Linked DNA regions of Mus musculus: region 1 is linked to region 2. Evidence: chromatin contacts called from public HiChIP or PLAC-seq data. All regions are on one chromosome and are shown on one strand. The core of a region is the stretch at or near the end of the contact, and the rest is flanking DNA. Distances in the headings are between cores, read along the strand shown.

The links. HiChIP or PLAC-seq counts read pairs in DNA pulled down with a chosen protein or histone mark.
Region 1: a contact with region 2 is called in an H3K27ac HiChIP or PLAC-seq map of embryonic stem cells, with 22 read pairs. The contact joins two enhancer-like sites. A contact is called at or near these places in 5 of 39 promoter capture datasets (the 3T3-L1 cell line, the HPC-7 cell line, embryonic stem cells and 1 more), 5 of 115 datasets of contacts at active chromatin or transcription factors (embryonic stem cells, fibro-adipogenic progenitors and pancreatic cancer cells) and 2 of 9 other capture datasets (adipose tissue and pancreatic islet).

Annotation. Positions count from the first base shown.
Region 1 is chr17:28,085,961-28,091,199 of GRCm38.p6, reverse strand. No RefSeq gene overlaps it. Among named protein-coding and RNA genes, the nearest start is that of Tcp11, 7.9 kb to the right of the region's middle. Within about 2 kb of position 3,354, at least 29 of the 459 cell types and tissues checked have an H3K27ac peak or open chromatin away from gene starts, as enhancers often do. A contact at or near this core is called in embryonic stem cells, where this site is marked.
Region 2 is chr17:27,938,813-27,943,579 of GRCm38.p6, reverse strand. All of the region lies in intron 1 of Anks1 (ankyrin repeat and SAM domain containing 1), which reads right to left. Among named protein-coding and RNA genes, the nearest start is that of Anks1, 32 kb to the right of the region's middle. Within about 2 kb of position 2,754, at least 43 of the 459 cell types and tissues checked have an H3K27ac peak or open chromatin away from gene starts, as enhancers often do. A contact at or near this core is called in embryonic stem cells, where this site is marked.

The sequences.
Region 1 (5,239 bases), core at 2,105-4,604, 150 kb before region 2:
ACAGTGGACTGGGTCTTTCCACATCAATCAAGGCAGTCCTCCACAGACATAGCTCCTCAGGCCAGCCTGATCTAAGCAATCCCTCATTGAGATTCTTTCCCTAGGTGACTCTGGGCCAAGTTGAAAATTAAAGCTAGAGCCAGGTATAGGCGCTCACCTTTAATCCCAGCCCTTGGGAGGCAGAGGTAGTTGGACTTCTGAGTTCAAGGCCAGTCTGGTCTACTAAGTGAGTTCCAGGCTAGCCAGGGCTACGTAGAGCAACCCTGTCTCCAAAAACAAACAAGCAAACAAACAAACAAACAAACAAATGGGGGAGAATATGTGGTGGCATACATTTTAATCCTGGCACTCTGGAAGCAGAGGCTGGTGGAGCTCTGTGAGTCTGAGGCCTGGTCTACATATCAAGTTCCAGGACAGCCAGGGCTACACACACAGTAAGAGTAAGTGTGTAAAAATAAAACAACAACAACAACAACAACAACAAATAAAAAAAAATCAATGGAAAAGAAAAGAAAGAAAACTAAAACCAACTATTGCAGCCTCGAACCTATAACTTTAGCTTCCACCTGAAAACAGTAGAGTAAAACAGCCTTGGTCACCCAGGCTTGTGATCCCAGCTACTCAGAAGGCTGGGGCAGGAGGATTCCAAGTTTAAGACCTGCCTAGGTAATTTAGTGATATCCTGACTCAATAAGAAGCAAGCCTGGCCAGGTGTGGTGGCACACGCCTTTAATCCCAGCACTTGGGAGGCAGAGACAGGTGGATTTCTGAGTTCGAGGCCAGCCTGGTCTACAAAGTGAGTTCCAGGACAGCCAGGGCTATACAGAGACCCTGTCTCGAAAAACCAAAAAAAAAAAAAAAAAAAAAAAAAGAAAGGAGGAGGAGGAGAAGGAGAAGGAGAAGCAGCAGCAAGCCTGGCATGGTAGCCATGCCCTTAACCCTAGCACTGGGAAGGAAGAGGCAGACAGACCTCTGTGAGGTCCAAGACAGCCTGGTCTACATAGTTCTGGGTCAGCCAGGGACAGAGAGTAAGATACCCATCCTGGTACACACTTGGGAGGTTAAGGCAGAGGGGCTCAAACAAGTTCAAGGATACTTAGTGTACAGTGGGTCCCAGAGCAGCGTAAGAGATCATCTCAAAGAACCAACAAACACCAACAACAAATCATAGTGAAGCCTAACATGATTGCTCAGACCTGTGACTCCAGCTGAGGCAGGAGGATTGCTGTGAGTTTCCAGGCTTGTCAGGACGTATAGAGTGAAAACCAAACTAACAAACCAATGAAAGTCTTTTTTAAAATAGAGGGCTGGTGAGCTGGCTCAGCGGTTGAGAGCACTGACTGCTCTTTCCAGAGGTTCTGAGTTCAATTCCCAGCAACCACATGGTGGCTCACAGCCATCTGTAATAGGATCTGATGCCCTCTTCTGGTGTGTCTGAAGACAGTTGCAGTGTACTCATATACATATAAATAAATAAATGTTTAAAAAAAATAGGTAAATAGAATATTTGTTTCACAGAGGAGAACCCATATTATAAACAAATACAAGAAAGCCTGCTTTCTGTTGGATGTCAAGAACATGCAAATCTAAAGCCTAGTGAGGAGTCACTGCTTTCTGATGGGGCCAAAGGACTGGAGCCCTGCGCCAATGGGAAACCAGTTTCAGGGAAACGTGATGTCCAATGCAGGGCTCACAAGGGCACAGAGCAAAGGCAGCTGCCTCCAAGACAGCGGCCAGACCTGCTTAGCTGTCACCTTGACAGTGGGATTGTGTGGGACCCACGCACGCACGCACGCCAAAGCAACAAACTCTCTCTTTGTGTATGTGCATCTGGCCCAGGTAAACCTAACCTAGAGGCGTTGGTTGGCTACACAGTTAGACCACGTCTCCAAACCAATAAAAAGCTAGGAAGCAGACTTCTCCCGTGCCTCATTCACCCAACTTGTGTCCTATGCACAGGGACCAGCCAGGATTTAGTGTAGCGAGCACAAATGAACTTCTCTTTAATAAACTTACACATGGGTTCGAGGTAGCGAGACCCTCTTAGCAACTTCTGGAAACATCAAGTGCAAACACTGGTTCCAAGCACAGAGAAACTTAGTGAGGGACTGACATTCGCACACTGAAGAGAGGGAGAGAGAGAGGGAGGGAGGGAGAGAGGAAAGGAGGGAGGGAGGGAGGGAAGAGAGGAGGGAGAGAGGGAGGGAGGGAGGGAGGGTGGAGAGGGTCATGTGGGGCTAGAGTGACTCAGCAGTTAAGAATACTTGCTGCTCTTTCAGAGGACCTGATTTGGGTTCCCAGCATCTATGTCAGGAGGCCCACAGGTTCCTATAACCTGATACCCTCTTCTGGCCTCCCAGGGTAAACACACACACACACACAGATGCACGCACGCGCGCGCACACACACTCTGTCTGTCTCTGTCTCAGAATTCCAGATGCTTCCCCTCTTCCCCCCCAAATTCTCAGAGTTGGGGAGCATAGCTATGTGGTCTGGCTGCTGTCAGGGCACCCCCATTCTGAAGCCCAGAGTTCTCTATCCTTTAAGCTGCAGCCTTCCCGGAGGGGGGGGGGGGGCAGGCTGGCAGTGCTGGAGCTGGGGAGGAACCCCTCAGTAGTTCCTTAGAGAACAAGACAACTTTTACATAAGTGAGGTCTCCATTAGACCAAGGTGGGGGAGGGATAGGAGGCAGCTGAAAGAGACCAAATAATGAGTGGCAGCATAAAACCTGAGCGGGGAAGTGGGGTGGGGTGGGGGCTGGAGAGATGGCTCAGTGGGTAAGAGCACTGACTGCTCTTCCAAAGGACCTGAGTTCAAATCCCAGCAACCACATGGTGGCTCACAACCATCCGCAATGAGATCTGATGCCCTCTTCTGGTGCATCTGAAGACAGCTACAATGTACTTATATATAATAATAAATGAATCTTAAAACAAAACAAAACAACAAACCTGAACAGGAAGCCTTCTGGGTGCCTTGGTTGCTGCCTGTGGGACAAGAGATGGAAACCCTACAGGGGTTGGAGATGGTTCTGCTGTGCTTTCTTCCTTGTGACTGGACTGAGAGTGAGCCTAGGGTGTGGTTTGGCCTGGTCTGGAGTGGCACTTCTGGGCTGTATTCCTAGCCTTTGCCTTGAGGGGACAGCCCTCCTTTGTATTTGTGTGTAGGTTTGTGTATGCGGATGTTGGGTATATGTGTGTACACACACACACACACACACACACACACACACACACACACACACACCCCATTTGAGGGAGCTGTTGAGACAGAGCCTTGCTATATACTCTAGGCTATTCAGCCAGATCTCACTGCATAGCTCGGGCTGCTCTGGTAATTGAGACAATCCTCTTGCCTCTTCCTTAGTCAGCAGCTCAATGGGAAATTCCACAGCATGGAATTTGAGGGTGCCCTGGGAGGCCTCTATGTCTCTTGTGTTCCCATCTCTCTTAGCCCCGCATGTCACAGGTGTGTACATCACAGGCTTTAGGAACATCAGGGCTACACGTGAGTGAGCTTAGCACCATATCAGCCACCAACTTATCCTGTTCTTGCTTTCTCAGACTATCAGGGTCAGAAAATTCTTGCCATTCCTCAGCGAGCAGCAGAGACTCAGCCCTACTGACCTCCTTTTGTTCTGCCGGAGGCTGCAGACCCTCCAGCAAGGTTAAACCATTCCAGGAAGCTCTGGGGAGCCCAGGCTTCATCATGTAGACAACGTAGAGGGGGACTGTGGAGACAGTGTTAGGAAGAATCTAGAAGGTAGAAAAATGCAGTGTGTGTGTATGTGTGAGTGTGTGTGAGGTGTGTGTCTGTGTGCTTGTGAGTGTGTGTGTGAGTGTGTGGGTGTATGAGTGTCCTTATAGGTCACTGGCTGAGGTGTATGTGTAAATGAATTGTGAGACTGAGTGTGTGTGTGAAGGAAAATGTGTTATTTGTATGTAAGTGTGTGTGTGTGTATATATATATATATATATATATATATTCGAGTAAATGTGTATGTGTGAGTGTGTGTATATGTGTGTGTGAATATGTATGCATTGTGAGTATGTATATATGTGTATGAATGTGTATGCATATGTGTGAGTGTGTGTGACTGAGTGAATTGTGTGTATGTGTATGTATGAGTGTGTATGTGTGAGTGTGTACATGTGTATGTGTGAGTGTGCATATATGTGTGAGTGAATATGTACGTGTGCATGAATGTGCATATGTGTGAGTGAATGTGTATATGTGTGTGTGAGTAAATGTGTATATGTGTGTGAGTGAATGTGTGTGTGAGTGAATGCATCTGAGTGTGTCTGTGTGTCTGTGTATGTGAGCGTATATATGTGTATGTATATGTGCATGTGTGTGCATATATGTGTGAGTGAATATGTGTATATGTATGAGTGTGTATGTGTGCATGTGTGTGAATGTGAGTGAATGTGTGTATGTGAGTGAATGTGTGTGTGTATGTGTGAGAGAATGCCTGTGTGTCTGTGTGAGTGAATGTGTGTGAATGTGTGTATATAAGTGTGTATATGTGAGTGTGTGTGTTTGTGTGTGTGTGTGAGCTCACACTGCAACTTCCCCGTTCTCTTGTGGTAGGAAGGGAGAAAGAACTACAGAAACCTTGGTGTGTGTGACATCTCTACTGTTAGAGATGAGAGAGAGGCCGCGGTGGTCTGGGAGGAGGGAGGAGGGAGGAGGGACGTGGATGGGCAGTCTTTGTCCGAAGAGGACAGAGCGTTTGTTGAGGATGATGGAAAGGGCTTGGGTATAGATAAGTAACAATGTTACTCAACATTGTAACTTTAATTTATTTAAAATGTCCCGGAATTGTCTATGCAGGAACGGGTAAAGTGATAAATATTATACTATTTTACCACAAATAAAAACCCCTACAGCAATGACCCCCTAACTTCTCAGCCATTTCTTTTGAGATCAACTTCAAATAGACTGGCTCTCCATGTCACTCTTTGTCAGGTCATTATATTCAGCTCTCGGTACAATTTAGATAATTACAGAAGACAGGAATGATTGAAACCCATCTCTTGCTCCAGCTAACTCGCAGTGCCTTCATCCCTGTCCAGTCCTGTGTGTCCAGTAGACAGTCTTTACCGAAGTTGGTAAAATAAAACACAGGCCCCCACCTCCAGTGGGGGCCCCCGTCTGAGGAAATGGGCTATGTGAAATCCCAAGATTTCGAAAACAAAATTGGTGGCTGGTCATTTGCCTTACAAAGGCTGCCTCACTC
Region 2 (4,767 bases), core at 1,505-4,004:
CCCAAGTGCTGGGATTAAAGGCATGCGCCACCAAGCCCGGCCAGAGCTGTGTCCTTACACAGGCCAACACTGTGATATGTGACCTTTGAAAAGAGCGGCTGTAAGGGTGGGGGTGGCTGGGAATAAAGACCAGTGGTAGAATACTTGCCTAACACACGTCAGGCCCTAGGTTCAATTCCCAGATACCACACCCACACCCACACCTGAATGCATGATACATCATGTATCTAAATAGCAGATATTATCTGAACAAACACCACAACAACATTTGCTTATTGCTCTCTCTTTTTTTTTTAAAGTTTTATTTATTATTACATGTAAGTACACTGTGGCTGTCTTCAGACACACCAGAAGAGGGCATCAAATCTCATTACAGATGGTTGTGAGCCACCATGTGGTTGCTGGGATTTGAACTCAGGACCTCTGGAAGAGCAGTCAGTGCCCTTAACTGCTGGGCCATCTCTCCAGCCCACATTTGCTTATCTCATTGTTTGTCACAGGGAGAATTCTAGAAACCCGAGGCTTTGGTGAGGAAGGATCTGGGAAAGCATCCAGGCCAATTCCTCTGTTTTACTGCACTTCTTCTTTCTTTCTTTTTTGGTTTTTCAAGGGTTTCTCTGTGTAGCCCTAGCTGTCGTGGAACTCACTCTGTAGACCAGGCTGGCCTCACACTCAAAGGCCCGCCTGCCTTTTCCTCCGAGTGCTGGGACTAAAGGTGTGTACCACCACCTCCTGGCTTCCTTTGCTTTATACATGAAGAAACTACACTCAAGAAGTAACCCCACTCCCAAGGTACACTGGAAGCTGGACTGGAATCACTCTCGGAGGCTCGGTGGTAGAGCGCATGTGCTCAGGTTTGAGCATGGCATCACCACCAAACCACCACCTACCCAGTAGGTGCAGGATCTTCTGAACTCTCTTCTACTGAGGTGGTTCTCCCAATATAGCCCCAGCTCATTTCAAATGCCAAATCCTGTTGCCATGTGCCTGACTCAGGGACTTTAGGGTCTGAACCTTAAAATCTAGGCATTTGGAGGCTGGTGAGATGGCTCAGCAGGTAAAGGTGCTTGCCACCAAGCCCGACAACCTGAGCACAGTAGCAGGACTCTCGTGGTGGAAGGCAAGAGCCACCCTGTCAGCTCCCTGACCTCCAAAGGTGCACCTGTGTCACCATGATGTGCCCCAGTCTCCTCGCCTGCAGAACAAGGAAGGTAACTGGCCCACAGTAGGTGTCACAGTGCCAGGCAGGGGCACAACACAAGTGCCCCCCCTCAGAAAGATGGCTGTGAAGACCAGATGAGGGATGGCGCATGGGGTGAGGCACAAGGCAGTGAGTAAAAACCAGGGGCCAGGGGTTGTTTTAAAGTCAAACAACCAAGAACCTGGACTTGGGTGTGGCTTCAACCTAGACTCTCCATTGTGAGAACACATACTTCCCAAATTGCCCAGACTAATACCTCTGCCTGGGGACACCAGGGTGCTTGCCTGTGACAGAGTATTCCTGACAGGCTGATTGCAAGCGTGAAATCCCAGTTCCTCCAATGACCCCAGAAACCTTATGGCTATCAAACCCTGTTCTCCCTTCTGCTGTGCCTTGTCCTTCACAGTCTCAAATGTAATGGGCACAGTGCCTACAGCAGCCTGACCAGGCCAGCTAGACTCAGGCCTGCTCTGCAACAGCTCTGCTCACAGACAGGAGAACAGCATTCTCAGTCTCTGGAGGTGCAGAGCTTCCAGCGGGGGCAAAGCCACACAGCAGCCACCAGGATGCAAAAGCTGTCAAACAGGCCAGCTTGACAAAGCACAAAGCAGGCCATCTAGTCACACAAGGAAGGAACTGGCTCCATCTCCTCCTGCTTCTGGATCCTCACTACAGACTGGAGAAGCTAGCTCAGATCAGAGAAGGGTTCCACTCGGTTATAAGGTACCCATGAGGAGTGTTTCATTCTAATAACTTGCCCCCTTCCCCATCCCGTCTGTCTGTCTCTACACACACACACACACACACACACACACACACACACACACACACACACACACACAAAACGTATGCACACGATCTGTGTGGATCTGGAGGTCTAGAGTACCTGCAGTCTCCCTGTGCACCATCAGCCCTCCCATCCTGATCATGCTGTGCACTCCTTTTCTCTATCCCACAGCCCAAGGACACTCGGTGTCAGAATGGCTTCCTGGCAGGCCTCCACCCAGTCACCATCTCTCGTTCAACACTTCACTCATCTATTTGGACTTCAGCATCCTTTTGCTGTTCCAGAGCTTAGAAGCCTGGTGTTCTAAATGACTGCCTGCTGCTGTTTTCTTGGTCAATGTGGGACCTACCTGGGGCCTTACTCATGGGAAGTGAGCACTCTGCCACCCCAGGTCTCACTTTAAAACTGAGACGTAGTCTTTCTTAAGTTACTCAAGCCAGCTGTGAACTGATTCTCTTGCTCAGCCCTATAAGTACCTGAGATACAAGCCTGCATGAACAGAGCAGGCTTGCAAAGGCTAACCTTTACTGCCTATTTATGAGTGAATTAATGTCCTAGCCTCCAAACCACACACCCAGTCTAACTTTCCACTACCCTGTCAGTTTCCTGGTGGCTTCTTAGATATATCAAACCCCTTCTCCCACCGGTACCCTTATGCACGGTGCCCCCTTGCTTGGGCACCATCTCCAGATGTCCTCTCTGCCAGCCCTAATAAGGATGCCTTTTCTGTCCAAACACCCCTCCCTCCTTCTCTGCGTCCTCTGGCACCCAGATGCTCTGAGTGCACACACTTCTGTGCTAGGGACAGCAGTGCTAATTAGCTACTGTGTGCCACTCACCATTCCAAGGGATCTTTGATTACTAGATCCTAATAAGAAACACATACAATTATCTCCAAGGAGACAGAGTCCCAGGCTAACTGGCCCAAGGTCACAAAGCAGGGACAACCAAAACAAGCCAAAACCCTTGACACTTGTATTTACAACAGGCTTTGTGTTGCACCAAGATCGTAAATGGCAGTGGGACCCACCCGGCCACGCCCCAAGCTGAGCATTAGGAGTGCTTAGACAGCGGAAAGCCAGGCCAAGCCCCTAGTCAGACACTGGTTCTGGTGCCTAGCAGCCTTCAGAGCAGCTTTCCTTCTCCTGGGAGCTGGAGAGAAGGGCCAAGTTCCACAGCAACACAGCTGGGAAAAGCCAGAGCACCCTTTAAATGACACTAGACTGCTGACAGTGTCTACAAGTGAGGAGTGGACACACCTCATAGACACGGAGAGGACACATTTTATGTCCACACTGCCCAGGCTCCAGGGCTCTGAGCTCTTACGTGCCAAGTACTAGTTTCAAGGTATAAAAGCAGCTACAGACAAATTGGAGGAGGGTCACAAAACAACTGAGAAGGTCCTTTGTGCAAACTCAAGGCAGTGGGGAAGGCTGTGTTCTCCAAGCCTCTGAAGATGCTGCTGTGTCTCTTTTTTCTGAAAACACATCTCTTCACAGGCAGATGTTAGAACAGAGGTCAGTCCTGCCTTAAGTTGTTGTTGTTGTTGTTCTAATATGCAAACAAGTTGGGTGTGTCGGCAATCGCCTTTAACCCCAGCATAAGAAGACAGAAGCAGTAGGAACTCTTAAGGCCAGCCTGGTCTACAAAGCAAGTTGTAAAACTGCCAGGGCTACAAAGATAAACCCTGTTACAAAAGAATCAAATAAAATAAAAATATACAACCAGAAGGTCTGTGTGCTGCTTCAGCCTGTAACCCCATTACTTGGGGAAGGTGTGAGGGTGTGTGTGTGTGTAGTCAGAAGGATGGAGAGTTGAGCATCACCCGGCACTATTTGGGAAAGAGAAGAAAAAGAAAAACTGCAATACAAATAGAAAATTGAAATGTAGTGATGTTAACAGGCTGGAACCCTAGTGATTTGTGGATAACAAGCAGACTTTTTGCCATTGTGACTAACTAGCATAGCCCGCTACTATTAAAGCCAGAGACTCACAGTAAACCTTGGCTCCTAATTGCTTGTGTTTTCTTATTGGAAAAACATTCAGAAGAAAACATGTTTTACCCAACAGTGTATTCTGACAGAAAGTCTGAAACAAACTAGCCCTTGTGTGTCCTCTGTGCTACTCTGATTGGGGGGGTGGGGGAGGAGACACACAGGGTGAGATTAACTATTTTTAACTTTGGGAAAAGAAGCCACTAAAATAGATGTTTTTTCTTCTCTCTCTCTCTCTCTCTCTCTCTCTCTCTCTCTCACACACACACACACACATACACACACACAAACACACCCTCTCACACACACATACTGCTGGCACAGTTCCCATCATGCTTGCTGACTGTCCATATCTTGTCTGTGTTCCTGACACACTGCAACCGCAGGGAACAGGCCCTAGCCACTGCACATCTATAGAAAAGGCTGGAACAGCAGCTGTAGGAAGAGGGAACCCGTTAGCGCCAAGTCCTCAGCAGGGCAGAGCGCGCCATAAAGCAGGCATCAGGTCAGAGCTCCCCAGCCTCCTACACTAGAACCTCAGCATGCACCACCAGGCCTATGAAACTCTTTGGGGTGGAAGGATATGGATCATGTAAACAAGGCTGGTTTTGAACTCCTGGTTATCCTGTCTCTAACCTCTGTAGTGCTTCCTGCTTCATGTACATCACTCCCAGGGAGGCATATTAGCACTTAACTCTGAAGAATTCATAGGAACAAACCCACAGACTGGCTAGAGCCTGGCACAGCAGGCTTACTGAGCATCATTTCAAATGTTCTGTGTATCT